6 separate regions of the Mus musculus genome follow, and all the other regions are linked to region 6. A link is a contact called in public Hi-C and promoter capture Hi-C data. All regions are on one chromosome and are shown on one strand. Each heading gives the region's core, a stretch centred on a gene start, on an enhancer-like site or on the middle of the called end of the contact. The rest is flanking DNA. Distances are from core to core; before and after follow the strand shown. Region 1 holds the start of Gphn (gephyrin). Region 2 holds the start of Wdr89 (WD repeat domain 89). Region 3 holds the start of Sgpp1 (sphingosine-1-phosphate phosphatase 1). Region 4 holds the start of Mpp5 (membrane protein, palmitoylated 5 (MAGUK p55 subfamily member 5)). Region 5 holds the start of Ppp2r5e (protein phosphatase 2, regulatory subunit B', epsilon). Region 6 holds the start of Churc1 (churchill domain containing 1).

The links. Promoter capture Hi-C pulls out the DNA fragments that hold promoters and counts their contacts. A called contact is a pair of places that touch in the nucleus more often than the background predicts.
Region 1: a contact with region 6 is called in a promoter capture Hi-C map of pre-B cells, with 3 times the contacts expected there. The contact joins the promoter of Gphn here to the promoter of Churc1 in region 6. A contact is called at or near these places in 3 of 39 promoter capture datasets (hippocampal neurons, liver and pre-B cells).
Region 2: a contact with region 6 is called in a Hi-C map of B cells, with 9 read pairs. The contact joins the promoter of Wdr89 here to the promoter of Churc1 in region 6. A contact is called at or near these places in 3 of 39 promoter capture datasets (the C10 cell line, hippocampal neurons and pre-B cells) and 1 of 484 Hi-C or Micro-C datasets (B cells).
Region 3: a contact with region 6 is called in a promoter capture Hi-C map of pre-B cells, with 2.7 times the contacts expected there. The contact joins the promoter of Sgpp1 here to the promoter of Churc1 in region 6. A contact is called at or near these places in 3 of 39 promoter capture datasets (the C10 cell line, hippocampal neurons and pre-B cells) and 1 of 115 datasets of contacts at active chromatin or transcription factors (embryonic limb bud).
Region 4: a contact with region 6 is called in a Hi-C map of CD8 T cells, with 9 times the contacts expected there. The contact joins the promoter of Mpp5 here to the promoter of Churc1 in region 6. A contact is called at or near these places in 1 of 39 promoter capture datasets (pre-B cells), 2 of 484 Hi-C or Micro-C datasets (B cells and CD8 T cells) and 1 of 115 datasets of contacts at active chromatin or transcription factors (stem cell-derived neural progenitor cells).
Region 5: a contact with region 6 is called in a promoter capture Hi-C map of pre-B cells, with 4 times the contacts expected there. The contact joins the promoter of Ppp2r5e here to the promoter of Churc1 in region 6. A contact is called at or near these places in 2 of 39 promoter capture datasets (hippocampal neurons and pre-B cells), 2 of 484 Hi-C or Micro-C datasets (B cells and pre-B cells) and 2 of 115 datasets of contacts at active chromatin or transcription factors (microglia and thymic regulatory T cells).

Annotation. Positions count from the first base shown.
Region 1 is chr12:78,225,220-78,228,793 of GRCm38.p6, reverse strand. Gphn (gephyrin) reads right to left here and starts at 2,139. Exons shown (of 23, transcript NM_145965.2): 1 at 1,953-2,139. The coding sequence starts at 2,016.
Region 2 is chr12:75,667,726-75,671,439 of GRCm38.p6, reverse strand. It overlaps Wdr89 (WD repeat domain 89), which reads left to right and starts at 1,903. Exons shown (of 2, transcript NM_028203.1): 1 at 1,903-1,968. Gm34717 (a long non-coding RNA gene) reads right to left here and starts at 1,715. Exons shown (of 3, transcript XR_381697.2): 1 at 1,359-1,715.
Region 3 is chr12:75,734,456-75,738,154 of GRCm38.p6, reverse strand. It overlaps Sgpp1 (sphingosine-1-phosphate phosphatase 1), which reads left to right and starts at 2,426. Exons shown (of 3, transcript NM_030750.3): 1 at 2,426-3,242. The coding sequence starts at 2,592.
Region 4 is chr12:78,747,662-78,751,470 of GRCm38.p6, reverse strand. Mpp5 (membrane protein, palmitoylated 5 (MAGUK p55 subfamily member 5)) reads right to left here and starts at 2,524. Exons shown (of 15, transcript NM_019579.3): 1 at 2,365-2,524.
Region 5 is chr12:75,593,780-75,597,593 of GRCm38.p6, reverse strand. Ppp2r5e (protein phosphatase 2, regulatory subunit B', epsilon) reads left to right here and starts at 1,362. Exons shown (of 14, transcript NM_012024.3): 1 at 1,362-1,959.
Region 6 is chr12:76,764,144-76,767,803 of GRCm38.p6, reverse strand. It overlaps Churc1 (churchill domain containing 1), which reads right to left and starts at 2,266. Exons shown (of 4, transcript NM_206534.2): 1 at 2,166-2,266. The coding sequence starts at 2,204.

The DNA.
Region 1 (3,574 bases), core at 890-3,389, 1.5 Mb before region 6:
CATTTTTCAACTGATCACTTATCAGTGTTATCCCTATCAGAGCATAGACAAGAGCTGTATCTTCAGAACCACTGTGTGAAACACCTATTGCTGTCAATTGACCAAAATAAAATAATTAACTAAGTAAAAATACAGGGTAAGAGTCAACAAAGCATGCTCTTCAAAAACAAACCATTCAGCTTAAATTTTAAACATCTAGGGCCTTTCGATTTCTACAGACAGCTGACATATTTTTGTTTCTATAAAATTTCACTTTCACTTATCTATTAATTTTCAAAAAACATGGCCAAAATTAAAAGTTAACGGTGGTAAAGGGTGTGAACACTTACACCACACTGTCAGATTCTTTTAAAAAATCAACACGATCAAATCTAGGAATTGTAAGCTACAACTGAGTTTTCATACAAGGAAACAGTTGCTGCAGGGAAAGATGCACTCCATCTGCATATTCTGATTGGGGGGGGGTGTCCTTCCCTGCAACTGATTTAGATCAGTTTCTTTACTCCAGAGGCGTTGATTCGGAAAAATTCAATAAAATGCTACTAACATCTGCAAATATGCATCATGGAAAGGAAGCCCAGTTACTAAAAATGGGAAACAAAAGCAGGGGTATCCTCTTTTCATAAAAGTCAGCAGCTAAATTAAACACTGTAGTCGGTATCTACTGGCAGAATCAAAGATTTGTTTCTACTTTATAATGAAAGCAAGTTTCATTCAATTTAGTTCCTTCCCGGGCATCATCTCAACCTGTCAGAATTCTACAAGAAAAAAAATTTAAATGAAATAGGGAAGACACTAGGATTCCCTTCTACATAGCTTCTTTTTCTGAAACCACATCACTAAGTCTTGGATTTCCTTTACTCCACAGTAAGCCTCAGACTCCAAATATAAATTCTTTAACCCCCGCTTCTCCGTTCAATTACACTTGAACCATGCCAACTACAGAACCTCAGCCGAAACCCCTACAAATAGGTTTGCAATTCATCTTGGAAGTCGTGCCCTGCAGCAACTGTCTATCTCCAAACTCAGGGATATCACCCAAATACAACGCAACGGAATCAGACATGCAGAGCACACACGACTTCCGCGAGGGAGGGAAACGCGACCCGGGAAAAGTGCGCTCCTCACCAGCCTCAGGACCATCCACCGGGGAGTGAGAATGGGAGGGGGGGGGTGTCCCAAAAGGGAGGGGGAGAAAAGAACCCGACAGAGGGAAATCCTTCCTTCTCAAGGGAAAAAAAAAAAAAAAAAAGGCTGGCTCTCCCGGCCACGGGAAGCAGCCGGTCCTCGCGGAGGAGAAGAGGCAGACAGAGAGGGAGGGCCCTGTGCTAGGAAAGGCAGAAGGAAGGCACTTTCCGGGGTCCGGACTAGAGCCTAGCACCCGGCTCCCGGGGGAGGTGAGGAGTGTCCCGTCGTCTGCAGAGGGGACAGCCGGCCGGCGAAGGGGCAGCAGAGGCGGAGCAGAGTTCGCCTGCCGAACCCCGAGTCCTGTCAGGCAGGTGCCATGGGGCCGCCGGGTGGGGGGGGAGGGGAGAAAAGGGGGTGGAGATGGGATTCCCCCCTCTCGGAAGAGCTTTAGTGGAGGAGGCGCCCGGCCAACCCCGAGCAGCGTGCTTCAGACTGCGGAGCAGGAATCCCGCCGCCCGCACCGGCAGCGCGGAGCCCCGCAGCGCCCGCCGCACCGGCCCCTCGGTCCCCGGGGGCCAGAGACTTTGGCTGCTAGGGCTCCGGGGCCTGACACCCCACCGTGCCTGCCCCAGCTCCCCCGGGGAGCACACGGGAACACCCGAATCCTCAGCAGCTCTCAGCGGTTGTAAAATACACCCCCCGGTCCCCCTCCTCAGCCTGCCCTCTTCCCGAGGCCGCAGGGAAGCACCACCGCGGGCGAGAAACCTCCAGCAAGTCGCGGATAGTAGCCGTTGCGGCTCCCCCGGACCTCCTCCCCCCGTTACCTGTGAGGACTCCGACACGGATTTGATGGTCGTGGTTGGTGAGGATCATTCCCTCGGTCGCCATGTTTCCCAGCGCAGTCACCGCACTGACAGGAGCCAGGAGAAGCCGGAGCCCGGAGCGCGCCGGCCGGGAGCGCGCTTGCCTTGGAGAGCGCGAGAGCGAGGGCGCCCGGGGAGCGCGAGGCGAGCGGGAAGGAGGGGGCCGAGCGCCCGGTGGCCTGCGTGGGGTGGGGGGGAGAGGCCGCGCCAGGAGCGCGCGGGTCCGCGGAGGGGGCGGAGTCGGGCCGCGCGACCCCGAGTCCGGCCGGGAGGAAGCGATCCCGGGGTGGGAGTAGCGGCGGCCTCGCGGAAGACAGAGCGCGGAGGCGGCGGGGCAAGGCCGGCGAGACCCAGAGGCTCTGCGGAGTGAGACCCAAGACGCCTGGATGGCAAGAGACTGAGAGGGGGAAAAGGGAGCACACGCTCTGGAGGTTGCGGGGGCGGACTCGGGGACAGGGGCGGAGCTACACCCCGAGGCGTGCAACTCGTGGAGAGTGAGGGGAGGAGTGCGAGCTTGGCTGCGGAGTGCCGGGAGCGGGAAGGAGCCGGCCCAGCCTAGAGTGGGACCCAAGGAACGTTCCTGGGCGCGCGAGTAGCGCGGGATTGGCTGGGCGGACGCGGTGCGGGTGCGCGCGAGGCACGAACGCAGCCTCGGCGGGCCCCAGACAGAAGCAATCCCCCGCCGAGCCGGCAGCCTCGTCAGTTTTCCGCCGCCTCAGGCCGGCCGGCTCTGCCCGCGATGGAGCCACTCCGGACCAGGTGCGGCAGCGAGGTGGGCTCACCTCCTCTGAAGGCACCGGAGAACCTAGAGGTGGCTTAAGGAAGCGGCATGGGTGGCAGAACGGTGGCCGCTGTGACGAGAGTCCCCTCTCGGGCAGAGATAGGTTACCCTGTGCCGCCCCAGCTGTGACCTGCAGTCAATGCTCCCTCTGACTTCGCTTTGGCCCCGCTCGGTGACAGCCTACCACAGACGTCGTAGACGGAGCTTATGTGTCTGCAGCAGGGCACGTGGAGTGGAGATTCCTCTCTCTCTCTCTCTCTCTCTCTCTCTCTCTCTCTCTCTCTCTCTCTCTGTCGTCCCCTAGATGCTGTGACATTTAAGTTTCAGTGTTTCTGGAATATGGAATTACTCTGAAAATGTGGTCATTTAGTTCTGTGTCTTTCATAAAGTGTTATTAGCCACCTCTATTTTGTGTAGGTTTGCTAAATATCCTTTTCTGGCTTAAGTGTGTGTATGTTTTCTCATTTGTTCACCATAGTAAAACCTAAAAGCAAAACAACAACAAAAAAAGTATCAAAACTGTTTAATAATCTGCTCTTAGTCTAAAATCTCAATTATATGGTTATGTGCGGTTTGTATTGTTCCAGTAAGAACATAGCATTACTCATTCTATTCACTAAAGATTCACATTGTGCCTTTATATAAGAGGACAAAGGAAATGATGGGTGGAGTTGAGAAAGGATAAAATAATTCGTTTTTGAAGATATGTATACTAGTATTTCTGGCAGTGGATTAAATTTGTAAGCCAGATCATGAACTCACCTCCCATAATTACTACCAAAGATCCTAGTGGCAAAACAAG
Region 2 (3,714 bases), core at 654-3,153, 1.1 Mb after region 6:
AGATCATTGGAGAGGCTGTATCTTTGTCTCCTGTCTGAGCCTGCCTGCAAGTTCCAGCCTGGTGACCTCATATGGGTAAAGAGGATCTGGACTGGAACAGCAATGAAGGTCACCCCATGAATGCACCATATCCAGCTGAAGGAGGCTACAGAAAATAATGACAAATGAGTTGTCACTAGGTCCTCCAAACCCCTAAAGACTGACAAGGGCCCTAGAATCATAGTTGTCCTATTTTGTCTTTTTCTCTCCTTTTGGAAAGGCTCCCAAGTCCCCATACGTCAGGGCACTGGGTATAAAAATGTAAAAAACCAGAACCAGGGAGCTCTTAACCAATCTATCCACTGAAACCCAAACTACCTTCCAGGTAGATTTCTGTAAAGTGCTACAACCAGAGACTACTGGGGCATGGCTCACTTGCTCCTGGGGAGAAGCGCATCCCTGGGTCCAGCACTATGGCTGCAGTTGATGCCCCTTCCCCGAAAGCCATTGTTCTTGGTTGGATAGCAAAACTGAGTCCTCTCCGGGTTACACGGATCCCTTCATAGTCCTAAAATAAGAACCATCACTACCTGTGATATAAAGATCAGGGCATGGCAAAGACCAAAACCCCGGGGGGTCAGGTTACAAGCCCCCTAGGATGGCAAGCTCCCAACTCCAATTTCCCCCAGGAATTCCCTTTAGTAACTTCATAGATAAAGGTCCAGAAGGCAGTGGAAGCCAGCATCTCAGTGTTCAGGATATGAAAAGAGTATGTCAGTTCCCTAACCATTCTTAACCCACTGTAGGTCAGGACTCCTGGCTATGCCATGACACCAAGACCGATATTAATTAGAAACTGCAACTAATCAAACAATAATCTCTATCTCCAACTCTACTAGCTGTAAATGGGACCAACCTAAACTCACCTTGGGGGGATTTCCAGGGGAAGGATACCTTTTAACAGCACCAAGATATATCCCCTAGTTAGTTCCCCTTATTCAGATTCCTGTGGGTATACACAGCACGTTAATTTCACGAGTCCCAGCCGAATGTATTTCCAGGGACAATCTGGCTTGTTTGCATTATCGCTTAACCAAGTACGTATTTTCTGAATTGTTTACACTGGAAAACGCGGTCTCATGGTTGTTATACCACAGGTATTCATCTATAATGAAAAGAGGGTAGAGTCCACCTAAACTAGATTCAGGGCTTCTTGGTGTTCAAGGACAGAGCTCATTCCCCTATTGGTAGGGCCAGATGTCATGTCTCCACTACAGTTGGAACATCAGCCCTGTATCAAACTAAAGTTTAAAAGCAACATCAAAATAGGACAGATGAGACAGGACCTGACCATTATGGACTTCAATTCCCAGAGTTACCTGGGGCCGAGGCAAAACTACCTCCAGATTTTGTAATTGCGCTCCTGTCAACCTTGAGTCATAGCCATGCTGGAGTGAAGGCCGGATACTGCTCGTTCAAACCCGCCTGTATAGCTAGGCTTTGTGATCACGTGTGGTTATTTCAGATCCACGAAATCCTGCCTCAGCCCCACTCCTCTGGTCCGCGAAATAACTTTACACCCGAGTCCGAGGAAGCGGAAGAAGTGCTGGAAGAAACTGCAAAGCCACATCCGCATGAAAAGGCGGAATCGGTGACGATCTTGCCTTTTATTGGCCACACGTCCAGGAAGCTGGGTCCCAGGGACTTCCGTTAACCTGACCTAGAGGGAGGTGTTGTATGGCGTGGTCCGTAGACCGAGTTACGCATGCGCAGACCTTCTGCCCTCGTCCAATCGGAAGGTAGCAAGCAAAGGCGCGCGGCTCCCGCTTCAGAAGAGCCCGCTGGTTATGGTCCGGCCTCTGTGCTATGGACCAATCCGCTTCAGCTTCCTCTATATTTTTACCCAATCAGAGCCGGAGGGCGGAGTTCCAGCCGGCCGTGGGCAGAGCGTGCGTTTTCTCCAGCTCCAGTGTGGGGTTTGCTGCGGAGGTACTTTCTGCTGGGCAGGGCGGGCAGCTCTCTCGACCGGCGGCCACTGGGTGGCACGCGCGTGGAGAGCCCTGGGCGGGGAGCGCAGAAGGGGAGCGGGTGGTGTGAGAGGGAGCACGTGCATGCGCAGGGACCGCGTGGGTCTCTGTATGCCAGGATGTGGGGTCCATGCCACCCGAAGGTCTCTGCTTCAGTTTCGAGGAAGGGTGGGTAGGTCCCTGCTCGCTCTTGCCTGCCCTTCCTCTCACTCATCCCACACCCACCTCCTGGCTCCGGCCTTTTTCCACATCAAAAAGCAGATTTTTTCATTTGGTACGCGGAGCCAAGTCGTACAGTATGTGCTGTGATGCAGGCTACTAGGCTAAGTTCCTTACGTGTGTGGTGTCATCTAGGCCACACAGCTGTCCACCGAGCTAGGTGCTGGTCGGGTGTGGTGAAGCACACCGGGGATCCCAGTACTGACTGGGAGGGAGGTAGAGGCAAGAGGATCTCTTTGAGTTTCCAGCTAACCAGTGCTTCTTGGGAAAACTTTGTCATGCACACACACACACACACACACAAACCTAATTCACAACGAAAACCACCCAAGAGGCAGTGCTGGCAGCATCTTATTTTTGTGAAATGTCTCATTTAGGCTAACTCTGACAACTTAAATTGAGGGAATTCAGCTTCCACAAATGTAAAATTAAAGATAGTACAACTAGTAAAACGCTCCTGTTTTCTTTCCTAACTTGAAATTGTTTTAAAGCCGGGCAGTGGTGGCACACGCCTTTGATCCCAGCACTTGGGAGGCAGAGGCAGGCGGATTTCTGAGTTCGAGGCCAGCCTGGTCTACAGAGTGAGTTCCAGAACAGCCAGGGCTACACAGAGAAACCCTGTCTTGAAAAAACAAAAAAAGAAAAGGAAAGAAAAAAGAAATTATTTTAAAATCCTAAACAGTGTACCAGGAAACCAGTTAATTGGTTATTATCCAAGTAAGATGAACTGGTAGGAAGGCATCAGTCTAAAGGTCTACTTCCTAACTTTGCTTTGCAATCATCAGGTTGTTAAAAAGTGCATGGTCCGTGCCAAATTGCTTCTCAGTGTTGTGATAATTCAGTGAAGATGTGGACTTATAGTCTATGTTATTGGTATCAACCATACCTGTTTCTGCTTCTTGTTTAAAGACCACAAAATCATGCAGCCTAGTTAACAATGTAAGTGTGAGATACCTCTGTGTTGACTACTTACCCGCCTATCTTGGGGTCAGGACAGTACTATCTAGAGAGCAGAAGTGAGAAGTGTCTAGCTCGTCTTTTTACCTTAGATTTTATAGAACAGGGCAAAAGTAAGTCAGCCCCTGTGACTGTTGAGGTTTCTTTCGTGTCCACCTTTGTTTAAAATCTTGACTGTTTTCTGCAACTTTCAGGGTTGGTTGGTTTGGGTTGGTTGGTTGGTTTGGGGTTTTGGAGTCAGGGTTTCTGTGAGGTTCTGGTGGTCCTAGAGCTCACTTTGTAAACTAGGCTAGCCTTAAACTTAGAGAACTTGGTGTTCTCTCAAGTGCTGGAATTATAGGCTTTCACATCAACCGAACTGCACCTTCTATTTATTATAAATAGAACTGAAAACATTGTGTGTTTTGTGTGTGTGTATGTGTGTATCTTTCTTGTTGTTTTTGAGGCAGGGCTTCAACCTATGTAGCTTTGGCTGACCTAGAATTTAGGCTAGCTTTGAACTCACAGATCCACCTGCCTCTGCCTCCTGCAT
Region 3 (3,699 bases), core at 1,177-3,676, 1.0 Mb after region 6:
CAGAGTGTGCATTTATGGGGTTAAATTCCTTCTAAATGGAGTACACAGACATTCCCAATTTCCATTGAAATTTCACCAGATTTCTGGAAGTGTTTTTCTTTTCCTTCCAGCAGAGGCTACAGAGCACAGAGTTTTCACAATGTATACAAGACCTAATGACAAGAGTGGCCTTTGTTCAAAGGCTCTACTGGAGGTGGAAGGCACAGGGTCAGAAGAGTAACTACAAAAAGTGCTTGTTCCTGATAGAGAGCCAGTAGGATTTGTGACAGAAATTCAGACAGAAATTAGGAGAACTGGGTTTGAGATACAGAAAAAGAATATACAAGTAAGATGTTAAATAAAAGTTACAGAAGTCACAGAAGACCTTTATTTTAGACAAGGCTCTTGCACTAGGCTCAAAACAAAAACAAACAAAAAAGAACTAACCAAAAACAGACACTCCTTGCTAAAGGTCTGTGCCATAAAACTCAACCTGACTCTATCTCCACTCTATAAGGAGAGTAACTTTGAAATGGCCACTTTCCCCACATTTTATTTTTTGAAAATACTTTAGCCCCTCCTGCTTCAACTTCCCAAGTGCTGGAATTACAGGCAAGCAAAACCATACCCAGTTTGGAGGCATGGATTTTTTTTTTAAGTTCATACATTCATTTTTATTCCTTCAATTATTCAATATTTGTGTTGGGTGCTAAGGATATAGAAATAGAGGGTAGTGTTTCTGAGGCAGAGGCGAGAGGATGCTACAAGTTCGGGATCAGTCTTGTTTATATAGCTAAATTCCAGGGTATCCAGGTTACATAGTTAGACCCTAGGGGTGGAGGGGACATATAAAAAATTATGTGTGATGTCCATCCTGTAACCCTACAATTTGGTGGTCTGGGGTTTCAAGACAAACAAAATACTCAGTTGTAGCAAACACCTGTTAGCTCAGTACTTGAAAATCAGACTTGGTCTCCACAGCAAGTTTCTGGCCAGCATAGCATGTTTTATTATAGATTATTTTTGCCAAATGCTAATAATGGTCTTTATTATTCAGAAACATCAACTAATAACACTACTCTGTGTATGTTCTGCTGGGCCCAAACTCAGAGCTTCCTGCTTGCTGGCTAAGAAGAGACACCCATAGCAAACCATGGTTACTTTGTATACCATTCTTCAGGCCCAGTATTCCTTTTCTCATGCTTGTCTGCTTTCCTAGGCTGTAAACGCTTTTACTTATTTTGATACAGTATCTTGTTATGAAGCCCCAGCTGTCCTCAAACTCCAAATCTTCCCATGTCAGCCTCCAAGCGCTGGGATTCGTCTGTGCTCCCTCAACCTTTCCAACCTCAGCAATTCCAGGGCCAGGGACTCGAGGCAATCCTCTTTATGACTGCAGCAAGTGGAATAGGAGGAGCTGGGAAGCAATCTTTCTTGGGAAATGAAACTATTTCTCATGGCTTACCAGCATGGAGCATTTTCCAGCCTCTTTCTTGGAAGTAGTTCAGTCTTTAATTATAGACATTCGTTTGCCTTGACTGAAAATAACTTCCTGGAATTAAAACTTTGAAATCTTTTAATAAAATCGGATCCATCTAGAAGTTAAAGTCAAGTTTGTGACTTGCAAGACAATCCTGTTAAGATTCTAGTTCAGCCTATCAGATTCCAAGTTCAAACCTGGCATGGTGCCCCAGTAACCCCGAGTCTTGGGGGGCTTCACCAGAAGGATCAACAGTTCAGGGCTAGCCTTAACTACATAGCAAGGCTGAGGCCAATCTCGGCTAAATGATATACCCTGGTTCAAAAACAAAAACAAAACAAAACAAACAACAACAACAAAACAAAAACAAAAACAAAAAAACAAACAAACAAAAAAACAAACCCGAAACTCACAAAAAGAAAACGATAAAAGACAAAACAAAAAATACCCTCAGAATTCTCCACGCTACATTCTCCCACTAACTATGTGTTCTGAGCAATCTTGCTAAGTGCTAGAATTTATTAAGGAAATTTTACACCTAAATTCGCTTAAGAGACGTATGTGATGAGTGACAGTCAGATTTTACTTGGTAGGTGACTGGCTTTTCCTTTGCAGACCACAGCTGTGTCAGCGATCACATACCCAGGCTCTGTCCTGGATTATCTACGGTTTTCTAATCTTGCCACCGCTGGTCAATTGGCACGTGGCTTTCCGGACATCAACCATCCGAGACAGCTCTGAAATTAGTTGCTAATTAATGGCGTGAGTCGGACGATTCCGGTTTCGCGGCGGTTACTTTGCCTCCATTCATCACGCCCCAATTGATTCCAGGCTAATAAAAGCCGCGGGCAGCTCCTGGGTCACCAGCCCTGCCTAGACCCGCACTGTTCTTCGCACAGCAACCAGGAGCACCGGGAGGCGGGGCTTCGGCGACAGCTCCGGGCTGCGCGCGCGGCGCGGGCCTCCGTGAGCGCGCCAGGGGAGGGGCGCGCGGGGCGCAGGGCGCGCGCGGCGGCCGCTGCGGCCTGTTGGCGCGGTCGCCGGCAGCCTCGAGCGAGTCGAGCTAGGCACCGTGGCGGCTGTGGCTGGCGAGGAGCGCGTGGCCGGATCAATTCCCGAGTGGCCCGCGACCATGTCCCTGGGGCAGCGGCTGGCTCTGCTGGCCAGCCGTCTGCAGGAGCCGCAGCGGGTGGCGAGCTTCCAGCGTCTGTGTGGGGTGGAGGTGCCGCTCAGCAGCCCGGCGGCGGACGAGGATGCAGAGACCGAGGTTCGCGGAGCCCCGGGAGAACCCCGGCGACGGGGACGGCAGCCGGGCGCTGAGGACAGCCCCGCCAAGGCGGACTGCTGCGGTGCCCCGAACGGCGTGCGCAACGGGCTGGCGGCCGAGCCGGGCCCGACCGGGCCCCGCCGCGCGGGCTCGCAGCGCCGCAACTCGTTGACGGGCGAGGAGGGCGAGCTGGTCAAAGTGAGCAACTTGCCGCTCTACTACCTGTTCTGCTTAGGCACGGAACTGGGCAACGAGCTCTTCTACATCTTATTCTTCCCCTTCTGGATCTGGAATCTCGACCCCTTTGTGGGCCGGAGGCTGGTGATCATCTGGGTGCTGGTCATGTACCTGGGCCAGTGCACCAAGGACATCATCCGCTGGCCACGGCCGGCCTCGCCGCCTGTCATCAAGCTGGAGGTCTTCTACAACTCGGAATACAGCATGCCCTCCACGCATGCCATGTCAGGCACCGCCATCCCCATCGCCATGTTCCTGCTCACCTATGGCCGCTGGCAGGTACGCTGTGCCCCTCAGCTCCACGGTCGAGTTTCCAGTGCTTTCTGAACTTTCTTTTTCCCCTTTTTTTAAAAATTTGCCTCTTCCCGTCCAAAACCCCAACCCACAGGTTCTCACAGTACCCACGCAGGTCCTGTCAGAGTTCTAGAAAATTAACTGATGACGGTTCTTAAACACTAAACTGTATTTTAATACAGTTGGGTATAGTTTCTTAGACCCCCACCCCCCAAGGAAACACTTTTCGTGCATTGAATCCTTGAGCTTAGACTGAGTTTTTAAACTTAGTTCGTCTGATGCACAGTGGTGATTCAGTGTACTTAAAATGAAACACTTGGTAACTGAGACCCGGTTTCACTGCAATACATGGTGTTTACAATGTAAAATTAAAGAGTGTTTTCAAAACAGTAGTATAATTTCGGCACAGGCACATTCCAAGCACTAAAGTAATGACAGTTAA
Region 4 (3,809 bases), core at 1,275-3,774, 2.0 Mb before region 6:
ATGATCCTGTAATTTACTAAGTGTATAATAAACACTCCAAAATCAGCAAAACATCAGAGAATTAATAGGTCACATTAATATACGTAAGTCAGAACAATTTTTTCCCAAAACATTTCCAAAATATTGTACACGGTAACATATGAAAAGAAAGCATGAATTTTACCTGTGGAAAAGTTAAAAGAATATGCTAAATATTGTCATCTTAAATTTTTTGAAAGTCTGATGATTGTGACATTTAAATGTGTGTTAACTTTGTAAGACTACAGTGCTCACCAGTCCAATTTGAGTGTAAATGTTAATATGAAGGTAGTTTGTTTGTGATTAACATACAAGATCCATCAAAGGACTTCAAGGAGGTTATTCTCAATTATGTGAGTTTATTAATGCATGCTGTGCACACATTACAGGAGAAACCTCAACAGAAGAGAACACCAAACAGTGGCTCAGAACTCTGGTCTACACAGTATCTTAAACAAAGAACAGAAGTATTTTAGACATGACATGACAGAAAGCAGATTTGGCTTTTGTTTACATAGGTAGGGGACTATAGGTAGTGAGTCTGAGCTTTTTAATCAGACCACAATACAGTAGCCTAGATGGAGGGCTCAGCATTAAAGAGCTCTTGCTGAGGAACCAAGTTAAGCTCCCAGCACCCACAATGGGTGGTCCCCGAGAGCCTGTAACTCTAGTTCTAGGGGAATTCAATGCCTTCAGCTGCCACTGGCACATGCATATATGTGTCAATATCCCACCCCCATGAACATATAAATAAAATCTTTTTTCAAAAAAATTACAATTCCGAAGTCGACATGCATAGCTAAGTCACTGTACCACTTTGGATGACCCTTAGGTAGAATTATATTAAGTCTCTCATCTATTTTAACATTATATTTATATATGTGTATGTGTGTGTGTGTGTGTGTGTGTATAAAATCACTAAGGAGTCCACCATTATTTGTCAAATTCAAGGTGATGACTTTTAGTCATTCGTGGCAAATTTACTCAATTTTTAAAAGATTATGAAACGCTGGGTGTGGTGGCGCACACCTTTAGTCCCAGCACTCAGGAGGCAGAGGCAGGCGGATTTCTGAGTTCGAGGCCAGCCTGGTCTACAAAGTGAGTTCCAGGACAGCCAGGGCTATACAGAGAAACCCTTTCTCGACGCCCCCCCCCCAAAAAAAAAGATTATGAATCTCTTTTGATATCTTTGTCTTTTTTACTTATAAAGCTCTTTAAATTTTAATGTAAGCCTGCTATTACAGTTTAGAATGATCTTTAAAACAAGAAATCGTGTCCACAGAAATACTATAGAAACAGCTCGTCAAGAAAGGATAGTGTTCATTCCCACCAATACCTATACTTCAAAGACACCAGCACACCACATAATTTGTTACTGTTGCAAAAGTTAACAAGTTATTAATTTCTGGCATAATTTAAAAGGATAATTAGAATAGTATCATTAAAACATTACAGTGCCTTATTAAAACCAGAAATACCTTCCACCTTATCCGCTAAATCAAAACTTTAGAATTCTTGCTACACTGGCTTTCAGAATTTAAACTCTTGAAACTCTAAATTAGACACAACACACTAAGTAAAAACCCTCGTAGGTGCTGCATTCATTTTAGAGTAAAGTGTCATGGAAAACTTTTCGGCCGAATCTAAATTCCACACACATTACTGTGTGTCAGTCAGCTGGACAGAAGGAGAGAGCTATCCTTAGTCAGTTACGTAATTTACAATAAGGATCGTTCCGAGCGGCATTCATTGAAAGTAGCTCTACCAAGCATTTACAGGCTTCAAAGTTCACCGGACAATCTCCGTCTAAGTTCTGAGAACGCACTACTCTTTAGCAGTGGTCACAAGGAAGCAGGAACTGTTTATCCGCAGAACGCAATGAGTAGCAGAACACCAGGGGCTGACTCAGGCACCGGAACGCTGGCTGCATTCCGTCTTCCACGGGAAAGTGTTTCCCAGGCTGGTTCCCCGATCCGGCCAGGGGTGGGGTGAGGGAAGAGTCCCAGAGACTCGCGAACTCCGGGCCTGGGCGCAGCGAGACGACTCCCTGCCGTGCCCCCGGCAAGTCCGGCGGGGTGGCCCGCCACCGCGCCAAGGTGCGTCCCCCCCACCCCCACCCCCCGGCCCAGGGAACCAACCGGCATCGCGCGGGGAGCGTCCCTCCGAGGGACAAAGGTTGGGCTGCCACCGCGGCGCCCGGCTCAGCCTGGGGCTCTCCCCAGGGAACCCTGGCGGTGCGGCGGGTCTGGGAGGGGGTGCGAGCCCCGCCGCCCCTCCCCCGCCGCGCTCCCGGGAACCTGTTGATTAAGATCGCCACAGCCCGGGCGCTGCGGGTCCGCCCCTTACCTCCAAGCCCCGGCGGCCGCCGATCCTCTCTCCCTCCCTCGCTCCTCAACGCAGCCCAAGCAACAGCCCTCCGTCTGGCGGCCCTCAAAACACTGGATAAAGAATCCAGAAACTCCCGATTCCTCCCACCTCGGAGTCTCCAGTCCCCGCCCCCTCCTCACCGCCAGCCTCCTCCGTCGCCGCCGTCGCCAGCAACTCCTCCTCGAGGCCGCGCGAGACCGGCCCCCGCGGCTGACGCGAGACCGCGCACGCGCCCCTGGGACGCTGGCGCAGCGGGCGCGCCTATCCCAGGCCGTTCCTGGCGCGGCCCGCCCACGGCCCGGAGAGAGGCTGGAACGGATCGTCCAATCCTGAGCGCGCGTGGGGAGAGGGCCCGCTGATTGGTCCGCTCTTCCCCCCCCCCGCCTCCCGGGGGCTCGGCCGCGCGCACTCACCCGCCTCGAACTGCGAAGCGTTCGTTCTAACCGCTGAGTCGCTTCGCTGCCTCAGCCCACCTCCTCGCCTCTGTGTGGGGTCGCCGTGCTTCCCTGAGACGGACTCGGAAGCCGCTAAGGCTCGACGGGGCCTGGGAAGCGGTCATCTCCTGAGAAAAATCCGATTCCCTTGGAAGAGACCCCTGTTGTCCTGTCAGGCACATCAAAAATGCTAATGCTCAAAACAACCGTGACGCCAACACCTGGTTGTGTATAAAGTTCCACACAATTCCCTGATTCCACAGACGACTCCTTTCTGAAAACCAGGAAGGATGTCAAAGGCCACAGTTGTCACAGAATTCTCCGGAGAGGATTGGGAGTTACTTAGGCTAGTCCCAGCGCGAGTCCATGCTGTCAGGACACACCTATGCCACCATCTGGGAAGGGTGGGCACGGAAAGTGCTATGAAAGTGTGCGCGAGGAACTGGATTTGGAGCAAACAGAAATATGTTCTATGTAGAAACCTCTTCTGCTGGACCTAAATCCATTGCTTCAGCCTGTTGAGTTTTCTCAGGGGCACATGTCGTAGACAACTGTCCCTCTGTGCCTTCGTATATGCAATTAATCATGTCTTTATTTCCTCCCACCGTGGTTTTTAAGCACCATTCCCAATATACCCAGGCTCCTACCTACCTTTTTCCTCTTATGGGTTGTTAGTGTCCCCAAGGAATACTATGCCCTCTGAAGTAAGCACAACTTTTTTTGGGGGGTGGGGGGAGGGCGAAATCCTTCTCTTCCTGGATCATCAAATTCAAATCTTACTGACATTTTATTAAGTACTTAACGTTGTTTATTGGTGTTAGTAAGGCAGAGCCAAGGACAGGACTTTTTTACATACCACTAAAGACCTCTTTCCTTCTGTCAAACATACCTCAGTGGACTTTGAGTACAGACGGACAACTTCCAAATATATGTAACTGAACTGTCTGCTTAGTTCATCTTCACAAAGAAGTGAGAATTTGTGAACTGCAA
Region 5 (3,814 bases), core at 113-2,612, 1.2 Mb after region 6:
TCCCATTTCAGTTCAGGGCAGTAACATTCTCTTTCATAGTACAGAATTATTTTTCTACCCAACAGGATAGAAATTTGCAACAAACCAGAAACGCAAACGCATGGTTAGCACTTGTGGGTATGATACAGAGAGCTTTATAAATGTATATTCCTTAACTGTACAGAACATGACATGATACTGAGAGGAAAAACTCGGCTACAGGATGAAGCATTTTGAGTTTGAAAAAGAATATACATACATGTGTGTATGTATGTATACATACATATATATATACATATATATATATATACTTGTGTGTATATACATATATGAAATATAATACTAAAACTACATCAAAATGACTGGTTATTTTGGGTTTATGGATTATAATATTATTTCTCCTGTATTTCCCCTCCCAGATTTCCAAATTTTGAGCAGCTGGTAGTTTGATCTTTGTAGTTAGTATTTTTTTCTTCTTTTAACTATTGTACGTAGCCTGCATTCAAATTGATTGATGGTCTAAGAATATTCTTTGGAAACGTACCATTTGGCCTAGGGTTCACCAATGATGCAAAAACATGTATGTATTTTCGTCCTCGTTCTAGATAGAGGTAAGTCTTCTGTTTAAACTCAGACTCAAACTATCAATTAAAATCTGTCGAGTTGGGGGCTGGGTATTTCGGAGTCCTGAAAGGGCGAATGCGGGTATTCTGAATGGGAGACTGCAGAGTTGCCATCTGCATTAACTCCCGGAGCGCGGGCCCCCGCCGAGCCTGGCAGGGGCATCAGAGAGCTGATATTCAGAACTGGCTTTTGGGGGGACCAGGTGAGAGTCCAACCGGTGGCCAGGCCTCCCACGAGTTGAGCGAAGGACAGCCACTGGGGTATTTTTCTGCCGGCTTCCATGGCCGCGTTTACACAGGGCTCAGGGGGCCGTGGGTTCCGTGCGGAGTGGGGCTTGCGGGCTGAACCGTGAGGCACCAGGACGGCCGCCCTGTGGCCTTCGGATACCCGGGTGAAGACGCTCGCGGTCCACAGGGTTCCGCCTGGCGGAAGCTCCAGTCTCGGGCGCGCCCGCCGAGCTCTCCTCAGGCCTAGCAGACGCCGCAGTACCCCCACTTCAGGCGCCCTGGCGGAAACGGCGGCCCGGTCGCCCGAGCTCACGGTAGCATCCGGGTCCCCCGCGCCTCGCCCAATCGAGGGCCCCGTCCCTTCACACCCTCCTGTTTCCCCGCCCCCCCGCGCCGCCAATCCCCGACCAGCTCTCAGCCGAACGTGCTGGCCTGGGAGTGAAGGCGCGCGCCGGCCAATGAAGTCTCGCTTCCCGTTTGAAGTCTCCAGTGGGCGGGCGTCGGAGGCGGGCTCTGCTAGCCAGGAGGTTCGGTTGCGCCTGTGCCATGGACTCAGCCGCCCGGTGATATTGACAATAGGAGAGAGAAAGGGGCATTGACGGGGACCCTGCGCGGGTAGCGAACGGCGGCTCTGGCAGCGGCGGCTCAGGCGGCTCCAACTCTTCCTCCCGACTCCCGCGCTTGCTGCCGCTGCAAATCCAGGCTTCCTCCCTCCTCCCCCTCCCCGCGTCGCCGCCGCCGCCGCCGCCGCCACCACCGCCGCCGGGTCCGGTGCAACGAGCAGAGGCGCCGCCCGCCGGGAATGTGAACGAAGAGCCACCGGCCGCGCCGCAACCGGGTCGGTGCCGATTTGATGGGACGGGCCCGCGGGGGAGGCTCGTGAGGCCGCCGCTGCCACTGCCGGAGCGCTGAGGTTAGGGGCCAGCCGAGAGGCCTAGAAACACTGCCGCTACCGCGGAACCGGAGGGACGTCGCCCCGGACGGCCGTAGTAGCCCGGGGCTCTCCGCCGCTGCCTGGACCTCCCCCCGTGCGTCCCGGGCCGTCGCCCGCCCCCGCCGCGGCCCCTAGCTCGCAGCCCACTCCGCGCAGCCACAGATCATCTTCCGATTCTTTCCCAGGAGCTTCAAGGTAACTTCAGCTTCGGGTCCCGCGGCTTGCCTCCCGGGGAACCCGCGGAGCGGCGGGCTCGGGAAGGCCGGGCCCAGGCAGCTGAGGGGTGCGGCGGGGTGGGGGGAGCGGGAGCAAGCGCCCGGCCCACTTGTCTGATCTACCTGCAGAGGCTTTGGAGGCCAGCACCTCTCTTCTCCTCGGCCTCGCCGGCTCCTTTTCCTCCCTCTTTTGAGGCGTTTTCTTGCCCCCCCCCCGGCGGGGGCGGGGGAGCAGGGAGGAAGATTCCGTGGCCGCGCAGCTTCTCCAGGGCTTGGGGTTTATGTGAACATACCTGCAGACAAACAGGCCACTTCCCTGTTTTCATACCTCCCCCTTGGAAAAGCCCCAGTAGTGTGCTCTTTAGAGAATGCTAACGCTTTGGGTGCAGTGGCCCAGGTGAAACCTGTTTCCCTGGGCTTTGCAGGGACCCCGCTGTTACCATCATTTCTGCAATGCTTTGAGTTGAGATCCTTGACATTTTATTCAGAGCTGCGCGCATAAGAGGCAAATGATGAAAAAGAAAGCTGCCTATAGATCATCGTTAGAGATGAGAGAAGAGAAATAGAGACAGAATGAGGGATGGGGGGAACGAGGCTTACAGAAATCTGTGTTGCTAGGGTTAGAGTGAAATCTAAATAATTCCCAGATGAAATTGTAATATTCGTCCCTAAATTTACAGCATACCAGTGCGATGTGGAACTTCTTGCTGAGGTCTGACATTTTCGATAGTATTTATAATTTATTATTCCGTTTTTTATATGTCACATTATATTTCAAGCCAAATTAGAGTTAAAAGAAAATAACTTTCTAATGAAAGAATCACGAAGTCCTCAAAATCCCAAATTAACCTTAATATTGTCCTCCCCTCTCCAAAGTCTATGCTATTTTAGTTGAATCCAGGTAATGCAGATGACTGTTTAATCATAACACATTGGGAAGGCAGCTATCTTACTCTTTGTGGAAGTTAAAAAAAAGCATTTGTCTTAGGTGTCGGTATGACACTTGAGGAACTGAGCCTGAGCACTGCATCATATGCATTCTGTCGATCTTGTCTGCCATTAATCTTGCATGGAGCCTCAGTAGCACCTGAATGGTACTGGCGTCTGTTTAGTTTGGTGAAGGAGTCTAAGCTCAATGCTTGGGACTTTTAGCATCTGTCCTTCCTTTGAATAATTTCGAAGATTAAATAATTGCAGAATGATATTCAGTCAGTTCTGTTGGTTTCATGTAGCACAATATTTGAACTTAAACTCAACTTCATCTTGGGAGGCTGTGAAGTTATGTTTTCAGTTCAACTTTGCATTGGAGTTTATCTTAGTTTTGTTTATCAAACTTTAATAACTTAAGATGGCTTTATTTAAAAAATTTGAAATAGTTGTAATCGTGCCTTTTGTGCGTTCTCATTCAAGTAATCTAGCCTGTCCTCATGTGCAAGGTGGTGGCTTGTAACAGCAAGCACAGCATGGCACATTGCACCAAAAGTCCTGCTTAGATGGTGCCAGTAGGATTATACTTAGAGTAATCATGGTGCTGTCGGATACTGAGGTGGCTCCGCTCATTTTTTTTTTTTTTTACCTGAGGCAGGATCTCCTCCCACTGTGTGTCCCAGGGTTGGAGTCAAGCTGTTTAGGCTGGCCTTGAACTCATGACCTTTCCTGCTTTTGAGTGCTGTTACCCGCTACTATACCTGGCTTCATTTGTTTAGATTCTTGAAGTGCAAAAGGGTTTTAGCCCATTCATAATATTAAATTTGTCAGGAAAATGTTTCTGTGGACTTTTTCCAGCTTCAGAATCGCTCCAAAATGACTTCAGGAATCCCAAGATGGGAAGAGCT
Region 6 (3,660 bases), core at 1,017-3,516:
CGAGCAATCTCTCTGGCCCCTTATATAACCACTCTCGATCATACTCTGTCTAGCAGCCATCAACACAATGTCTTTAGAGTAACTTCTTGTTTTACCAACCAGGAAAGTCTTACTGTAATTTAGTCTGCTTCATTTAAAGCTGCACTTCATGTGTTCTTTCGCCAATACTGTCAGACTAAAGTCAGGCTGCTGTATCTGATTCTAGTGCTCCCATTGCTGTAATTCTGGGTTCTTTAACGTCTGCACTACTGACACTGGGGCATACAGACCTTCGGTTAGATGGCTGTCCTGTGCACTGCAGTATAATACTCGGTCTCTACCCACTAGATGCCAAGGAGCGCCTTCACTGTGACAATCAAGTGTCTCTAGATATTGCCAAACCGCTTCCACTTGAGAGCTGATACTCTAAATCTAATTCACACTCACAACCCTACTCTTTATATGAGTACACTGAAGCTGTCTTCAGACACACCAGAAGAGGGCATCAGATTCCATTACAGATGGTTGTGAGCCACCATGTGGTTGCTGGGAATTGAACTCAGGACTTTCAGAAGAGCAGTCAGTGCTCTTAACCGCTGAACCATCTCTCCAGCCCACAACCCTACTCTTAAGACATTTCCTTTTACGAACACGAGTTTTGCTCTGGCCTACGACAAATAATGATCTTACAAGCATTCTTATACACGTTGCCAGGAGATGAGAGCACGTGCATTTTTCCGGGATAAGCACTTCTGTGTCATTCCAGGGGACATTTAAATTTGATAATGAATGGTAATGACTTTATAAACCAAAGTGGTTGTACCATAATGAAAATTCCTCTAACATAACAATCTCAAAAGACTTACATATAACTCAAAAAAGAAGTTTTCTTTTTGTGGGGTTTTTGTTGTTTTTTCAAGACAGGGTTTCTCAGTGTAGCTCTAGCTGTCCTCAAACTAGCTCTATAGACCAGGCTGGCCTTGAACTTGGAGATCTGCTTGCCTCTGTCTCCCCAGTGCTGGGATTAGAGGTGTGTGCCCATCACTCACAAACTATTAAGAGAAAGAACTATGAGGATGTTTTCCCTCCCAGCCAACTCAAGGGTCCTTCATCTTGCTATTGTCCTGCAGATCCTTCCTCCTCTAAATCATCGTCCAAACCCACCTTATGTGGAAGGAGAACACCGCAGCCCCATTCCTGCTCAATCTTCCTTTTCACTACGTTTAAACAGCAGCCTGTCAATCCTATGCCCCCAAATTGCAAGCCCAGAAGCAGCCCCAGAGCCTTGGCAGTCACTCCTTCACAGAGCAGCCAAGCACTCTCTACACACATCAACGTGCAGTAGTGATTCCCTGAAAGAACAGTAAGAGCCAAGCCTCAAAACCTCCTAAGCCCGAGAGGCGCAAAGGCTTAAAATAAGAGCAGGGGGTATAGTTCTGTTGGCAGAGTGCTTGCCTGGTAGGGACACATGCTGGGGTCAGGCCTCAGTGCTAAGAAGGGAAGGGGAAAGGGAAGGCGCAAGGAAAAGAGAACGGGACGAGGCGGAGAGGGAGATCACAATCTAGTCTCGGCTCTCATACTTGGGCAGGTGATAGGTCCTCTCTGGGGACCAGTTCTGCCATCTTCAAACGTGGGTTAGAACCAGAGGCTGGAAGTGTAGCTCAGTCGGTGGCAAGCTTGCCTCCGCACCAAGCTCTCACTTCCATCCCTAACATTTTCTAAATTGAGCCCAGTGGCGCGCGCTTGTAATGCCAGCGTTCAAGAGGTATGTGGAAGGAGGATCAAAGTCAAACAAAATCCTCCTCGGGTACATAGAGAGTTCGAAACCAGCCTGGGCTACACAAAACCTGTCTCAAAAAAGGTGGATTTTAAAATGACCTCATACGTTCATTCAGCGACAGAATGAGGTAAAAAGAATTCCATCAAGTCGAGCTGGAGGATGAAGCCGGGATCGCGTCAGGGCCTCAGAGGCTGCTGTCAATTTGGGTGGGTAGGTAATTTTGAGGGTTCCCCGTTGTCCCCAGCAACAGAACCGGAAGGACCGCTGACGTCAGCCACCAGAGGGAACCTGCGGCCGGTACTCAGGGTCACTGGGGTGACAGGACTGCAGAGTGGGCCCCTGGCCTGTCTAGGAATATCGGTCGAACACCGAGCCTGCGAGAGGCTCTTCGCGCCCACTTGCTCACCCGATTGGGGTACTCCTTCTCCACACAGTCCCCACACATCGTCACGCAGTTTTCGGAGAACGACCCCAGCGACACCCGGAAGGCGAAACCTCGCGAGAGTTGAGATATCGATTTTGTCGCACACGATCTAAGGACTCCACAGCTGGCTAAAAGTCTCCGCCCATAGCAACGGTTGTTAGGCGGTCTCCGGGTAAGGAGGGTGCACCGAGGACTGGACTCAAAAATCTTCAGGTATTGAAAAGATCTGAGGACTCAAAGAAGTGTCGAAAAGAGGAAGAGGCTTTGAGCCTGAAAGAACTTCTAATAGGCGCCTTCTTGAATTCTGATTAAAAAAGAATTACAGAAGTACAGCAAAAAGGGGAATTGTTTCTTCTTGCCTCCATTTTTACCAGACTCAAAAAACCTGAAATGACAGTTTAAATACCATTTTGTGCTATAATAACAGATAAGAGATCAGACTTCAGAGAAGGAGTAAGCTGGTGTTTGGGAAGAGAAGCTTAGAGCGCTGTCGAGAACCTACTAAATTATTTAAATTAGATTCTTATCATACGCCTTGTACAAAAATCAATTCAAAAATGGATCAAAACCCATTATCTAAAACAGGAAACACTGAAACTTCCAGAAGAAAACATAGGGGATAGTTGTCAAGATATTGGGTTGGAGGGGCTGGAGAGATGGCTTAGCCATTAGGAACACTGAATGCTCTTCCAGAGGACCCAATTTCACTTCCCAGAACTCACATGGCAGCTCACAACTGTCTGTAACTCCAAGATCTGACACCCTAACACAAACACACATGCAGGCAATGTGCATAAAATAAAAGTAAATTTTTTAAAAAAGACACTGCTTTGGACAAGAACTTTTTAATTAGCACAGGAACACTAACACTAACAGAAACTAACCCTTAGTATCAACGGACTACACGAAAAGTTTCTATTCAGCAAAGGACACAATTAGCAGAAAAAAACAGTCCTCAGCATGGGAAACATCTTTACCAGCCATATTTCAAACAAGAGGCAAATATCCAGAATTTATAAGAATTGCAGAAACTAAATACCAAGGAAACAAAACTGCCAGTCAATAAATGGGCAAATGAATTGAATAGACACTTTTCAAAATTAAAAAAAAAAACAAAACATGGCCAATAAGTGTTCATTGTCCTCAAACATCAGGGAAGTGCAAATTAAAATTATTTTTTAGATACCCTCTCACCCCTGTCGGAATGGCTCTCATCAATAAATCTGATGACAAATGCTGGGAAGGATGTGGAGAGAAAGGAACTGTTAGTCACTGTTGGTGGGAGTGCAAATTAAAATACAGACATTGTAGAATCAGTTTGGTGACTACTCAAAAAGTTAAAACTAGAATCACCATATGAACCTGTTATTCTATTCCTGGGCATTTACCCAGAACACATAGGAATATTTACACCCCTGTGTTTATTCCTGATTTATTTACTCTACCAAGAATTAAGATCAACCTAGTTGTCTGTCAA